Regions from separate parts of the Mus musculus genome. Here regions 1, 2 and 3 are each linked to region 4. Evidence: chromatin contacts called from public promoter capture Hi-C data. All regions are on one chromosome and are shown on one strand. Each heading gives the region's core, a stretch centred on a gene start, on an enhancer-like site or on the middle of the called end of the contact. The rest is flanking DNA. Distances are from core to core; before and after follow the strand shown. Region 1 holds the start of Grik3 (glutamate receptor, ionotropic, kainate 3). Region 2 overlaps Gm32611 (a long non-coding RNA gene). Region 3 holds the start of Gnl2 (guanine nucleotide binding protein-like 2 (nucleolar)). Region 4 holds the start of Csf3r (colony stimulating factor 3 receptor (granulocyte)).

Evidence for each region. Promoter capture Hi-C pulls out the DNA fragments that hold promoters and counts their contacts.
Region 1: a contact with region 4 is called in a promoter capture Hi-C map of embryonic stem cells, with 3 times the contacts expected there. The contact joins the promoter of Grik3 here to the promoter of Csf3r in region 4. A contact is called at or near these places in 5 of 39 promoter capture datasets (cranial neural crest, embryonic stem cells, hippocampal neurons and 1 more), 5 of 115 datasets of contacts at active chromatin or transcription factors (embryonic forebrain, embryonic stem cells, forebrain and 1 more) and 2 of 9 other capture datasets (embryonic stem cells and liver).
Region 2: a promoter capture Hi-C map of the HPC-7 cell line shows a contact between it and region 4, with 8 times the contacts expected there. The contact joins the enhancer-like site here to the promoter of Csf3r in region 4. A contact is called at or near these places in 15 of 39 promoter capture datasets (the 3T3-L1 cell line, 3T3-L1-derived adipocytes, the C10 cell line and 10 more), 1 of 15 datasets of contacts at CTCF or cohesin (large pre-B cells), 1 of 484 Hi-C or Micro-C datasets (nephron progenitors), 2 of 115 datasets of contacts at active chromatin or transcription factors (bone marrow-derived macrophages and embryonic basal ganglia) and 3 of 9 other capture datasets (adipose tissue, embryonic stem cells and liver).
Region 3: a promoter capture Hi-C map of hippocampal neurons shows a contact between it and region 4, with 5 times the contacts expected there. The contact joins the promoter of Gnl2 here to the promoter of Csf3r in region 4. A contact is called at or near these places in 4 of 39 promoter capture datasets (the C10 cell line, the SN4741 cell line, hippocampal neurons and 1 more), 1 of 484 Hi-C or Micro-C datasets (bone marrow-derived macrophages), 1 of 115 datasets of contacts at active chromatin or transcription factors (microglia) and 1 of 9 other capture datasets (liver).

What each region holds. Positions count from the first base shown.
Region 1 is chr4:125,488,592-125,491,982 of GRCm38.p6, reverse strand. Grik3 (glutamate receptor, ionotropic, kainate 3) reads right to left here and starts at 1,287. Exons shown (of 16, transcript NM_001081097.3): 1 at 1,038-1,287. The coding sequence starts at 1,152.
Region 2 is chr4:125,175,347-125,178,948 of GRCm38.p6, reverse strand. The region is part of intron 2 of Gm32611 (a long non-coding RNA gene); the gene reads right to left. The region is part of intron 2 of Gm40245 (a long non-coding RNA gene); the gene reads right to left. Among named protein-coding and RNA genes, the nearest start is that of Gm40245, 27 kb to the right of the region's middle. Within about 2 kb of position 1,813, at least 69 of the 459 cell types and tissues checked have an H3K27ac peak or open chromatin away from gene starts, as enhancers often do. A contact at or near this core is called in the HPC-7 cell line, where this site is marked.
Region 3 is chr4:125,028,308-125,031,637 of GRCm38.p6, reverse strand. It overlaps Gnl2 (guanine nucleotide binding protein-like 2 (nucleolar)), which reads right to left and starts at 1,624. Exons shown (of 16, transcript NM_145552.2): 1 at 1,444-1,624. The coding sequence starts at 1,507.
Region 4 is chr4:126,023,182-126,026,658 of GRCm38.p6, reverse strand. Csf3r (colony stimulating factor 3 receptor (granulocyte)) reads right to left here and starts at 2,000. Exons shown (of 17, transcript NM_007782.3): 1 at 1,864-2,000; 2 at 480-578. Gm32908 (a long non-coding RNA gene) reads left to right here and starts at 2,005. Exons shown (of 4, transcript XR_003955278.1): 1 at 2,005-2,404.

The sequences.
Region 1 (3,391 bases), core at 38-2,537, 530 kb after region 4:
CGCTCTTGCAGAAGCAAAGGCAGCCCCTTGAAGAGAGTCCTGGAGGAGGAGGAGGAAGGTTGCCTTGTCTCGGTAGAGCTCGGTAGGCTGCGCACCAGATGTTGGTGTCTCGCGAGCCCGAGCTGCCCAGGTCTCCGGCCTGGTGCGGGCCGCCCACGGTAACGATGGCTCCTGGGTAGCCCAGCTTAGCTCAGCCCCGAGAAGTGAGTGGGCTAAAGACTCGCGTGGGCTCCCGCCCAGCCCTGAGCGCTGCCACGCAGGGTGCCTCCGGCGGCCACAACAAAGTTAAAGCCCAGAGTAAGAAATCTGCAGCGGTGAGAGAAGCCGAGAAGCCAGAGCCCCAAAAAGCCGCGCGCAGACTGCCAGCCGCCGCCAGCTGCGGAGGGATTTCGGCTAACTTTAAAAGCCACTCGCAACCCTCGTCCCCGGCTGCGCAGGGTTGCCTCCTGCGCTTCCTTTTCCCAGTCTCGGTTACTCCTCATCGAAAGAGGCCTGGGCCTGGGGGACCTGCTCTAGCGACAAGCAGGGGACTGACCCTCTCCTGCCCCGAGCCTCGGCCAACTAGGGGCAAGGAAATCCGCCATCCTAATCCGGCGAATCCATCCCCTGTACCCCTTGCTCCAGCGAGGTGCCCGTGGGGGGGAGAGAAGTTGGCGCCTTCCCCAGGGCTCCCACTCTGCGCAGAAGCCAGTCCCAGAACTAGGTCTGCGGCCATCCTTGCCAGCAGTCGCGGCGAAATTCCCCCGAGGCGCTGGCTTAGGGCTAGAACCTTCGCCACACTCCACCGCGTCGCCTACCCCGGAGCGTATCCAGGTTCCCTAGCCACCGCGGCCCGGTTGCCTCTTCCCCGTAAGGCCCCGCGACCCGGGCTTTGGAACTTTGTCCTCCCCCTCTAAGAGCTCCCAGCAGACACCCGAACCCTGCAGCCTAGAGGGAGGTTGGGACAATCTTTCGGATCACGTTCAGAGCACCACTATCCCCCAATTCCCGTCCCCACCCGAGCGCGCAGAGACCCCCGGCTCTAGGGGAGCCCTTACCGATCCGGATGACGTGGGGCATCCCGCGCGAGTCTGGGATCCAGAAGGCGCACACTAGGAACCCGGCCCAGTATTCCCAAACCAGACTCCGGAGGCGCCGCCAGGGAGCGGTCATCGTTGGGCGCCACGGAGCGTGCCCGGGGCGCGGCCGTGGCGGGCTCCCTGGGGCGGCAGCTCTAGGCGCGGGCGCGCAGCAGCCCCCGAGGCGCCGCCTGGCCCAGCCGCCCGGCTCCGGAGCGCCTCTGCGAGTGGGGGGCGCCCCGCGGCGCTGCGCACATCTTACTGGGGGGCCGCCCCGCCGGCGCCCGCCCCGCCTCGGCTGCCGCCCACGGGCCGCCCGCGAGCGAAGGCTCCTGGGCTCCGCCCGGGCTCCGCTCGGACTCGGCTGCGGCGTCTCCGGCTCGCGTCGGCTCGGCTCCCGCGCGGGCTTCCCACCTGCCCCGGCTGCCGGGCGGGCTTGCACGCGTCTCCGGCCGCTCCTCCTCCAGCCGCCGCTGATGCTATCGCCCGGGCTCGCACAAAGCCCCGGAGTGGAGTTGCACGCGCGCACACACTCCCTCCCAGCCCCCTCCCCCGCGCCCTGCCTCCCGCCTCCCGCGCCGCCCGCCGCCCGCGCTCCCTCCGCGTACTCCCCCGCGCACACACGCTTCCCACTCACACTCGCCCGGGTGCACACTTGCGCGCTCACACCTGCGCAGGGGGCGGGGAAAGGGACCCTGGACAGGATTTGGGAGGGGGGACACCCGGAGGATGGAGACTATCCTCCGCAGCTGAGGCGTCCCCATCTGCCCTGCCGCCCCCAGGGCAAGGCACTGAGCCGGGGAGCCAAGCGTAAAGCGGCGGAGCTGGCACCAGGAGCTGGGAGACGGCGGCAACCCAGCGGCCCGACCAGCTGGAAGAGACGCGCCCGCCGAGAGCCGCGAGACCCGGAGCCTGCCGTCTGCGGAGCCTCGCCTTTCAGCTCCCACGCGGCCGACGCTGGCTGGACGGCGGCGGCAGGAGACTGACCTGGAGCTGTTTTTCACTCTTGATCTCTAGCCCTTGGGAAAGCAGGGCTGGCCCAGGGCTTGGAGGTTTAGGGAGTGGGGTTGGGAGTAGAAATCAGAGAACCGTAGGAGCTGAACTAGGGAATGCGGAGCTTCAGAAACTAACCGTGAGGGAGACACCAGGCCAGACCCTCTGCGTGGAAGGTAGGACTTGACCACGCACCATCAGTAGGAGGACTACTGAGAAAATTCGCAAAAGCCTTCGTTTTCGAGGGCCGCTGGAGTTGGAGCCCGCTGGGTTCTCAGTCCTCTTCCGCAACTATGCGGGAGGAACTGGAGCCCCCTCCCGGATTCCTCCTGAGAAACAATACAGAGAAACTGTATTGTTCATGGGACAGAGTAGGATACACAGGGGGGGAAGCCGAAAGGGTTAAAAAGAAATGTTGTTTATTACCAATAATAAATTTTTTTTCAAGTGGCGCTGGGTGCTGAGGGAAGAGAAGGGCTGTGAAGCGAGGCAGGAGCAGGAGGCTGCGAATTACGCAGCTAGGCGAGTTTAATGACCTTTTTGACAGAGACAAAGCGGTACCGATACAGTAGATAAATAAACGGATCTGTCACCGGGCAGCGGCTAGGCTGTGTGCGAATTTATTTTTCTCATTTAAATAATTTGATCTATTCAATCATTTCCAATCTCTCCCATTTGCCAGCTGCCTGGTAAGAGCATGGCCCCCTACATCTGAAGAGCAAATCTTTAATTTTCCTACAAATAGATAATGCGTTGCGCTCCAAACAGGCCTGTTAATTTTGCCGTCTTTTCTTTCCCGCCCTATGTGGCGCAGGGCTTCCAGGCATTGTGTGGAGTTGTGAATAAGGCAGTGTAGCCAATTAGCAATTAGGAAGGGACTTCTTCCCATCTGAACTTGCACCAGTGGCCTTGGGAGCAAAGGGTTCCTGGGCTCTGCCCAATAAAAGAGAGGCGTGTGTACGAGTTCCGGGACATCCTAGGTGATCAGCTGTTATGCAGAGGTCTCTGAATAGGCCATGCTTGGGCCTTCCCTGGAGCCAGAATGGCTAGTTCCCCAATCGGGCCTCTGAATTTGCCCAAAGAAGCAAAGACACACAGATCGGCAGCGTCAGGATCCGCAGTTGCCCCCTCTCCATGGGATCTTACAGGATAGGCCCACAAGGACCTAGCAAGGAGGCATGCAGAAGAGGGGAGCAGAGGATCCATGGGACATAGTTGAGAGCCTCTTCACCGGAGACACACCCTGGCAGCGCATTGCCTGACCCTCAGATTCCACAGCTTGTTCGATTGGTTCCCGGAAGGGAAAGGACCTGGCTGTGTTTTTGAAGGAAGATAATCCT
Region 2 (3,602 bases), core at 564-3,063, 850 kb after region 4:
TCTTTCTGCTAGTCACCAGATGTGCCAAAATAAGTCCATTTCTTCTAAATTTATCAAAGTGTTGGCAGACAGAAAAATGCCAAGCTGTCAAATGAAACAGAGACTTCGCTTCAGTTTCGAAGATAGATGCCTTCTAAAAAAGAGAACCGCACCAGGAATCACAAGGCCCAGGTTCTGTATCTTGGCTTGGTCATCCCTGGCTGTGTGCCCTTGAGAGGCCTTTTGCCCAACAGATGCCATCCTTTTCAGCTCCTCCTACTTTTCTTTTTTTTTTTAAAGATTTATTTATTTTATGTATATATGAGTACACTGTCACTGTCTTCAGACACACTAGAAGAGGGCATTAGATCCAACTACAGATGGTTGTTGCTGGGAATTGAACTCATGACCTTTGGAAGAACAGCCAGTGTTCTTAACTGCTGAGCCATCTTTCCAGCCTTTTGTTGTTGTTGTTGTTGTTTTGTTTTGTTTTGTTTTGTTTTTGAGACAGGGTTTCTCTATGTAGCCCTGGCTGTCCTGGAACTCACTCTGTAGACCAGGCTGGCCTCAAACTCAGAAATCCGCCTGCCTCTGCCTCCCTAAGTGCTGGGATTAAAGGCGTGTGCTGCCGCCGCCGCCGCCACCACCACCACCACTGCCACCACCGCCTGGCTTCCTCCTCCTTTTCAATGTTGACTGAGAATCCTGGCTGCTGACTGACCCCTTTCCTCTGTTAACTTAGAGGATGTTACCATTTGTCACAAACAAGTAATCAGAATAGGGCAGGGCATAAGGAGGGGCTGACTGAGGCCCTGGAGAGCTCATTAGAGGGAAAAGCTCTTGGACTCATGACTCCTGAGCAACAGTTCTGATGCACTAAAGCAGTCACATGCAAAGGGGGGGGGGTGTGAGGGAGATGACTGTGTATGGTGTGTGGGATGGGGGGACACGGGGTGGAGTCATGACCAAGCCGAAAGGAAACAACAAATCCCTCCTCCCACCCACATTAAGCTTTGGTGGCCTGATTATACCGAGCCAGCATCTCCAGGACTGGGGAGATGGCTGTAGCTAAAGCACTTGCCAGGCCTGAGCACCAGCATTCAGGTCCCTGACATCAATATAAATGCAAGGTTGCCATGGTGACCTCAGTAATCCTAAACACCGAAGATAGGCGATCCCTGAAGCAAGGTAGCTAACTAAACAAGCAGCACGGGGAAGCTCTAGATTCCTGTAGATCCTACCTTATTAAGGTAGAAAGTAACCAAGGAAGAAACAATGTCAACCTCTGGACTTCATAAACATGTACACACACACATACACACACACACACACACACACACACACACACACACACATACACACACACATACACACACACACACATACACACACACACACATACACACACACACACATACATACACACACATACACACACACACACACACACACATACACACACACACACATACATACACACACATACACACACACACACACACACACACACACACACACACATACACACACACACACACACACACAACAGTATCTCTTGTGTCAGGTATAGTAGCAGATGCCAGAACTCAGCAGGTTAAGGCAGGATCATTGTCATAAATTCAAGGTCATCCTGGGCTGTCTCTAACCAAGCAAAAAGACCAACGAACTGGACCCTTACCAATGAACTCACTAGGAAGCCCCCAAGCAGATCAAGATCACAGGCACCCTTAGGACTGGAGATACAAGCAGTTGTGAGGACTGTTAAAAACTAAGCCAGAACCACCCACAGGGCTACCAGGCTTGGGTGATTTAGTAAAAGCTTCCGTTTGTAAAAGCTTCCAGACCACCCCAGAAGCCACATCCTGGCCCTGTCCGTAGTTCTAACAGCCTCTGCCAGAGGCTGGCCTGATTGACACCATCCTCCACACCAGCTGTCCACCCAGGCCACATCCTGTGCGACCTCAGCCAACTGCAGAGCCAGATGCCTGTCCATCTCTGCTTCCTGCCCGGCCATGACCACCTTCCAGCCTGCACCAGCTCCCGCCTGGCTCGGCCCAGCTAACATCTTTGCCATCCACCTACCCAAAGCCGTGCTGCTTCGTTTGACCTCTGCCTGCGGGTGTGCTCCATTACCCAGCCTTTCCCAGCTTGGCAGCCACTCGGCTTCTAAAAACACGACTGTGGCTGAAGAATCAGCCCCAGGAAGGGACACTGAGCCTTGACTGGTCACCACCAGATGGCAAGATTAGAGCCAGAAGCACCCAGCCGGGTGCTGAACAGGATGGCCTCATGAAACTTACCAGTCAGGGGAACAAATCTCGAGACAGCAGAAGCCCAGCCCAATTGCACACTCCTCCAGGAGTCTCACTACATCTACACCTTGTCTACTCTGTCCCCCAAACTTCCTGTCTTTAAGGAGATCAGGACAGCTTGCAAGACTTGATTAGGAAAAGAAAGATGAAATAAGACCAAAAAAAAAAAAAAGAGGAAGGGGGAAGCACATCTCTTTCCCCTTTTCTATGTCCCAAGTGACTGTGAGTGTGTTGAATATCTCTAAGCCTTCCCCACCAGAGGCCATTACAGAAATGAGAATGCTTGATAAATCATACAGGGTGGCGAAAGAGGTAGTAGTTACCGTCAGCATCAACACCGTTCAATCTCTGTGTTACTCAAAGGGACTCTGAAAGTTGTCTGGGAAAGGAGATGAGCCTGTGCTGTGAGCCAGATGTTGCTGCAATCGCTCCGCAGAGGTGAAATGGTTTGACTAGTGCCCTGGTTAGGATGACTGTGGCTGTAATGAAACACCATGACCAAAGCAACCTGGGCAGGAAAGGGTTCATTTGGCTTACACTTCCACATCACAGTTCATCATCAAAGGAAGTCAGGACAGGAAATCAAACAGGGATGGAACCTGGAAGCAGGAGCTGATGCAGAGGCCATAGAGGGGTGCTGCTTACTGGCCTGCTCCACATGGCTTGCTCAGCCTTCTTTCTTATAGAACCAGGACTACCAGCCCAGGGATGGCATCCCCCACAGTGGGCTGGGCCCTCCCTCATCAATAACTAATGAAGAAAATTCCCTACAGGTTTGCCTACAGCCCAAGCTTAGGGAGAAATTTTCTCCACTGAGGCTCCTTCTTCTCCAGTGGCTTGTATCAAGTTGACATGAAGCCAAGCTTGGCCCAGAGCCAGACCTGAGCCAAACCGCCTGGAACTTGGCCTTGAATGAGACAGAGAGAGACTTCATGACCACTCTTCCCCAGGTTCATCCCTCAAGACACTCCCCATAGCACATCCCAGTCACTTTCTCCCCAGAAGGAAGAATAATGGGGTTCAGCCTATGCCCTTGGACAGATGGATCTCAAACAATAGCGTGTATGGGTTACTGGGGCAGGGCTAGGGACAGGGCTCCTGGGAAAGCGCTAGTCGGGCATGCTGGAGGCATTGAGTTCTGTCCCTAGCCCTGCAAAAAACAACCAAACAAAACAGAAGAATCTCAAAGGCAGCATCCTGAGAAGGTGGAGTCCTTGCAGGGAGCTGGAGTCTCTCTGGAAGAGTCTAGCAATTTGCATACACAAGGGTATGATTTCAGTGCACAGGCTGTCCGTGCAGCCGCGGATACCA
Region 3 (3,330 bases), core at 375-2,874, 990 kb after region 4:
ACTAAACACACACAGCGTGTCAGTGAAGGCCAGAAGTGGGTGGCAGATCTCTTGGAACTGGAGTTACAGATAGATGGTCGTCTGTATCATGGGTGCTGGGAATCACTGCAGGTCCCCTGCAAGAACAGCCAGCGTTCTTAACCCCTGAGCCATCTCTCCAGCCCCTCCCACTCTAAATTTTAAGAGAGAACCCAAAATCAAACTAAACCCCTGGAGGGCTCTCCTGAGAAGTCGGCCCACACACATCTGGCTACCTATCCTTTTCCTGAGTCCCTCTTCCTACCAACCCTCAAGGTTTCCGTCTACATTTTTCAGCTGTTGATAAACTTAACCCCTGCTTAGAAACATCATCACACTAATCACCAACCAATCCCAAGTGAATCTTCCAAATGCATGGTATTATGTGACTTAATACAGTTATAAAAGATCACAAAGTAACGCAGCAACTTTCCTGCATGTTCTCCTTTAGTACTGCTACATACACAGTACTAAACATTATACGGATATATGTGGGTAGATGCCTTGAAGGCCAGAGGTATCAGATTCCCCTTGGAGTTGAACTTCCAGGTAGGTGAGAGCTGATTGAACTGGAATTGAACTCTGGTCCTCCTGCAACAGCAGTACGAGTGAGCTCTTATTCTCCCCATGTTCTCTCCAGTCTCTGAGTGTTTTCATCATTTTTTTAAAAAAATCTAATCAAAACCCTAATTATGCAAATTACAAGGAGATACAGAAGTCAGCTATCCTTGCAGCCTTACGGAGACAAGAGTATACCTAATTTTTCCCCCCACCAGTTTGAGACAGTCTCACTATGCAGACCAGGCTGGCCTCGAATTCACAAGAGATCTGTCTGTCCTGCCTTCCCAGTATTGGGAACTACAGGGATGCGTCACCAAGCCCCTCTATGACTAACCCATATTTAAACACAGTTTTAGTAGCTAAATCAAAGTGGGAGGGACTCCTCGAAAGCCTGTTTTGTTTGCCCTGTAGATGGGAATTTCTCGTATCTCAAAACCACCTCTATTGAAATCACTATATTTACCTGAAGTGTTGCTTATGCATGGTCTGATTCCACGGTCAAAGCTAAGGTGGCACGAATGCTATGGTTAAGGGTAAAATGCCACCTGGGCCAACCTACTCCACTCTGTGTCTTCAGTCTGTACCCTGTAGTCCAGATAGCCACTAACTCGTGATCCCCTCTGCCTCAGCTTCCTAAGTGCTGGGATGACAGGCATGTGCCAGGACTCCAGGACCCTAGCCCACTTTTAACTTGCCTTTCTCTACACCTCCTCCTGAGAGGCCTCGGGGCTGCCAGAGGCTGGCGTGACTCATCCCCCAACTTTAGAGCAGGTGCCTAGACCTCGGGTCCGCCGCCCAGGCCGGAACGGGCCTTCCTCCGTCCCCGACGGCTCCTGCGGCCTGGTCCCGCCCGGTCCGCCGTACCTGGGTTGGTGCTGGCCGCCGAGCGGTTGATGGTGCTCCGTCCTTTGTACTTGGGCTTCACCATCCTGACGACAGTACCGACACCGCTCTGCTACTCGCGAGGTAAACCACTTCACGACTTCCCAGCCGGGAAAGCGTCCTGTGTGAAGCACGTTGGACCCTGAACACGCGCGACGTCACTTCCGCTCGCGCTACGCGACTTCCTGAGAGCGCGCGGCGCTTGCCTAAGGCTGACCCGGCTCCGCCTCTGTCCTGCTCCCGCCTCCCCCGGGTCTAGCAACCGTCAAGCGTCCCTTCCATAGCAACGTCCAGGGCACCGGGCAGTCCTGGGTTTAGTGAGAAAAAGAGAGAAAGAGAAAAAGAGAGAAGCCTGTTCTCGGCCCAGTGCATGAGCTGATGGGAATTTGCCCTCTGAACCTTTCTAAAAGTGTTCCAGCAAGAGCGGGCAAATATCAGAACAGGTCATACCTGCCTTTAAATTTTAGGCTGGAGTAGAGCAGTTTTTAGTAACAACAGACTTTGGATTCAAGCCTCAGCTTGAAAGAAAGAGAGAGAGACAGAGAGACAGAGAGAGAGACAGAGAGAGAGAGAGAGAGAGAGAGAGAGAGACAGAGAGAGAGAGAGAGAGAGATTTTAAATTCTCCAATGGTTTATTATCGCAAAGAGAGACAGATTCAAACTCCTTCCAATCCCTACAAAACTTGTGATCTGGCTCCGTTCCTCTGACCTCATTTCTCCCTCTTCTGACATTTACACTGAATGTTGCTCTGTTTGATCACACATTCCCTGAATCGGCATCGCTGGTTCCTTCTGGTCAGTTCCTGCTCAAATATCCTCTATCCATAGGATTGCAAACACTAGCAAATTCATCAGCATGGTGACACACACCTATAATACCAATGCTCAAAAGGCAGAGGAAGGAGTTCCAGACTTGTCCACATTATATAGCATGACTTGTCTCCAAGAAGGTGGAGGAGTAGGAGTAGGAGCAGGAGGAGGGGGAGGAGGAGGAGGAGGGGGAAGCAGGAGGGGGGGAGGAGAACATCAAGAAAAAAAATACAAGACAGTGAAATTTGAATTTCAGGTTAAAAATAAATAAACACACTTTCTAGCTTATATTCCAATCATCGTTTAGGATAACTTAAAGGATCTAAGGAAACATGATATACTTGAGAGGCTAAGGCAGGAGGATTGTCACAAGTTCAAATCCAGCTTGAGCTACATAGAGAGACCCTACACCAAAAGATTTTTTTCACTGTTCACTTGTTTTTAAATGGAACTACATTCTCTTGATCTATCTGGCAGCAGCTCCTTTGGCAGAAGTATTTGCTGAGTTACTGATTTAAGTCAGCCACTCTCTTCCTGTTATTCCATCCCACCTCACTTCACGGCACATGCCACTACCCGAAATGACTCTGTTCACAAGAGCATTGGCTGCTTTCTTGGGTCTAGGCCATAAGCTTAGGAAAATGGAAATCAGGTACGTTATTCACCTCCGTGTCCCCAGAACGTAACAAAGCTGAGTGTGTTGGCATGAGCCTCTAACCTCAGCATTTGAGGTTAGACTATCTGCCGTGAGTTCAAGGCTAGTCTAGCCTGGGCTATATAGGAAGATACAAGCCAAACTGTAGAAAAAGACATTATCTTTTTGTTTGTTTGTTTGCTTGTGTTTTGAGATAGGGTTCCTTTTTGTAGCCCTAGCTGCCCTGGAACTCACTCTGTAGTCCATGCTGGCCTCCAGAGTGCTGGGATTAAAGTGTGTGCCACTTCCAGTGTGGCGGTGTGCCACCACAGCCCTCTGAGACATTATCTTGAGAGAGAGAGAGAGAGAGAGAGAGACTGTCACAAAGGTGCAGTTAAGTATGTAAAGGTCCCCTGGGCTTAAAA
Region 4 (3,477 bases), core at 751-3,250:
AGTGTATGGTGAAATAACCCTTTTTCCAAGTTGCTTTTGGCTAGGGTGTTCTATCCTAGCAATGGAAACCTCAGACAATAACCTCACATCAACATACCAGTTTGATCATCTCCTGCATCCACATGCACACACACATGTACATATGTACACACTGAGTGGGAAAGACTTAGCCCCCAGGGCTCAGGATGCTGGTTCTCCACTCATTTGTGGTTGTAGTAGGCCTAGTTCATACCTGGTACCACTGTATCCTTCCCACAGGCTTATGTCAAGAGCAGAAAACAGAACAGAGGAGACCAGGCCTCCTCTCTAGATTGCATGGGGCTGGCATGTTTAACATCAGAACAGTTTCCTATGGAAGCCTTGAGGGTGGCCCCAGTTGAGTAGGAGCTTGGGCCTGCTGGAGCCTATGTCTCATTGTCTAGGGAAGAAGTGTACAAAGAGGCTGGGAGCCCAGTTCTGACTCTGGTTCCAACACTCACCTGCCTGGTGAACTTGGATGAGTTACTTCACCATTCTGAGTCTCAGTTTCTCCATTTAGGAAAAAGGGGCTTAACAATACCACTCATGTCTCAGCAATGCTATAACGATGAAGCGAGACAGTTAAGATGAAAGCTCTTGGCACAGTGCCCAAGGAACAAGCTCTCAGAAGCAGTGGGCTATCTGTATGAGCCCTAAAAGCAGGAAATCAGCCAAAGGAACCAATAGCCTCCTGGCATAGCCACCAGGTCTACTTCTAGCTCCAAGCCTCTCAGGCTCTTCCCACCACTCTGGCCATGTGCTGGGCTCTGCAGCTGCTCGCTGTGTCCACTGTGCCCACGGACACAGCTGATGCCGTAAGTCAGGCTGCTACAGCATCCTCTCTACCTTTTCCTTTTGCTCATTGTTGCCAACCTTCCCTCTGGGCTCCCTTCTCCTGTCCTATTCTTTTGAAATTCTGTCTGTGGGAAGACGGGGACGAAGAGGATGTTGAGAATAAACTATGGGAGCGAGATCCCCAGGTGTGGCAGAGATAAAGGATCAATGCATCATAGATGGGTGAATAGACAAGCTGGGGAAAAGAGATACATAGAGAATAGACAGAGGTAGAGCCTAGCCCAGTGGCAGGGGGTTGAGACCAGTTATTCTGGAAGTGGGGGCAAGTGTGTTACAAGATCAAGGCCAGCCTGTGCTATAGAAGACATTCAAATCTCATTTTGGCAACTTAGCGAAACCTATCTCAAAAATATAAAGCAACCAGGGCTGGGGATAGAGCTTAGTTGGTTGAACACTTGTCTAGCAGGCACAAAGACCAAGGCTTGATCCCCAGTACCACATTAAGTATCAGGCATGGTGGTGGAGGCCTACAGACCAGCATTTGTGATACAGGAGGATCAGAAGAAGTTCAAGGTTCTTATCTGCCGACAAGATGATAAACCTTGTCTGCATGAGAGCTGCATACAACATCATCATCAACAACAACGATGAGCAGGCTGGAGCGATGCAGAGAGAAGTGGAGAGGCCGACAGAGAAAGCTATCTCAGGCAAGTCTTGCATCAACTGTTTAAAGTTAAGAGGCTAAGGGAACCGGGAGAGGAAACAGAGGCCCAGAGACTCTGAGACAGCTGTTCTTGCTGAGAAGAAGCAGGCCAAATGGCTGAAAGCAGGGAGTAAGCCTGTCTGAAGGATAGGGACTCTGGGTGGGATTCTTCATACCTGAGCTCAGCTCCTGTTCCCAGAGATCCAGCTGTCTGACCTCCCTGATGCTATACACACAGAGAGACTCCCATTTCCCCAAGGATCCTGTCTTGGGCCCCCTGATGTGGCCCTAGCAGGGTTGGGGAATGGTCTGAGGTCTCCAGGGCTCCCCGCCCTCCCCCTACTTACACTGGGGCTAGGGCGCTGTGCCCAGCCCCCACGCTTGTGCTCTCTCTTCTCTCTCGTCTCCTCTCCTCTTGGGGCAAGTTCCCGAAACTTCTCTTTCTAGCCCCGTCGTTAATGACAGGCGGGGGGTGGGGGGGACCCAGAATTGCGACACCTTCCTGGCTTCCCTGCTGCGTTTGGCTGAGCCTTCACCCTTGGGGTGGGGGACATAGACAGCCCCTTCCTCTCAGGAAGGAGGTTGAGGGAAACTGGTGAGCTAGGGACCTTCCTGCCTCAGGGGTCTTAGAGGGCTGGGCATTGTAGCAACCTGGCCCGTGGCCACCCTCCCTTCTCTCCGGATTTCCTGAGCTCCTCGCTTTGAGGCTCAGCAGAGCACCCGAGACAAGACAGGGCCAAGGGAGGGCTGGGGTCTTCAAGTGTTTATTTCAAAACGAAGCAGGACAAAATAGCGTGGAAAATTAATGAGGGCTGGGGTGGAGGAGACTCTCTTCTCACTGAGTCTGGCTGAAGCCTCTGCCCGGGAAGAATCAAGATTCCAGGACAGGTAACGTTTACTTCAGGTTTTCTTCCCTTGTTAGCTGAAAACCTGCCATTTTCCAGGACTCTCAATAGACCCTCCCACCCCTGGCCTCCCTAGTCCATGGTCCCTGCCCTCACCGCTTTGTACAATCCTAGGGGTTCCTGGTTTTATCTTCTCAGGTTGTAACCCCTTTCAAAAGGCCCACCCTGTAAGTTCATCTATCACAAAAGAGAGGGGAAAAATTGTTCTAAGTTTGAAAATCATCAAAATAGTATATATTGGTATATTAGTCAGGGTTCTCTAGAGCAGCGGTTCTCAACCTTCCTAGTGCTATGACCCTGTAATGCAATTCCTCATGTTGTGGTGACCCCCCAACTGTAAAATTATTTTCCTTGCTAATTCATAACTGTAATTTTTTCCTGGTATGAATCATAATATATATCTGTGTTTTCTAATGATCTTAGGTGACCCCTGTTGAGAACCTCTGCTCTAGAGGAACAGAGTCCACTTAATGAGTGTATACGCGTGCACACGCACGCGCGTGCGCGCGCGCGCGCACACACACACATATATACGAACACATATACGCACACACATGAATTTATCAAATTAGCTTATGCAATACAGAGGAAGTAGGAGCACTGAGAACCCACCTGGGAAATCCTTTGGTGCCTTGGCACTCCCAAGGTGGTACTGAAGACCTGGAGGGTATCTGGTCCTCAGTCCATGTCGAAAGCTGATTTTGACTTGAGCAAAGGAATCAAGTGGGGTGGCAGCAGCAGGGTAGACTACTAGCAGCAGAGGGGAAGGTCAGGGAAAAAGGCTTCCTTCTTCCATGTCCTGCTTTTGATCTGGGCTGCCACCAGAAGGCGCCGCCCATCTCTGGGGTGGGTCTTCCCACATCCATTAAGGGAGTCAAGATAATTCCTCAACTGAGAATTGCTGCTTGGGCGATTCTAAATCGTGGCAAGTTGACATTTAAAATCAAGCACCAGGATCAATCCTTTGTCAATGGTACACAAACAGGTCACTTTAAAGACCATATAGCCTTCCACCCCTTTGCCCCAAATCTCACGGTTATATCCCAGTGTACTGGG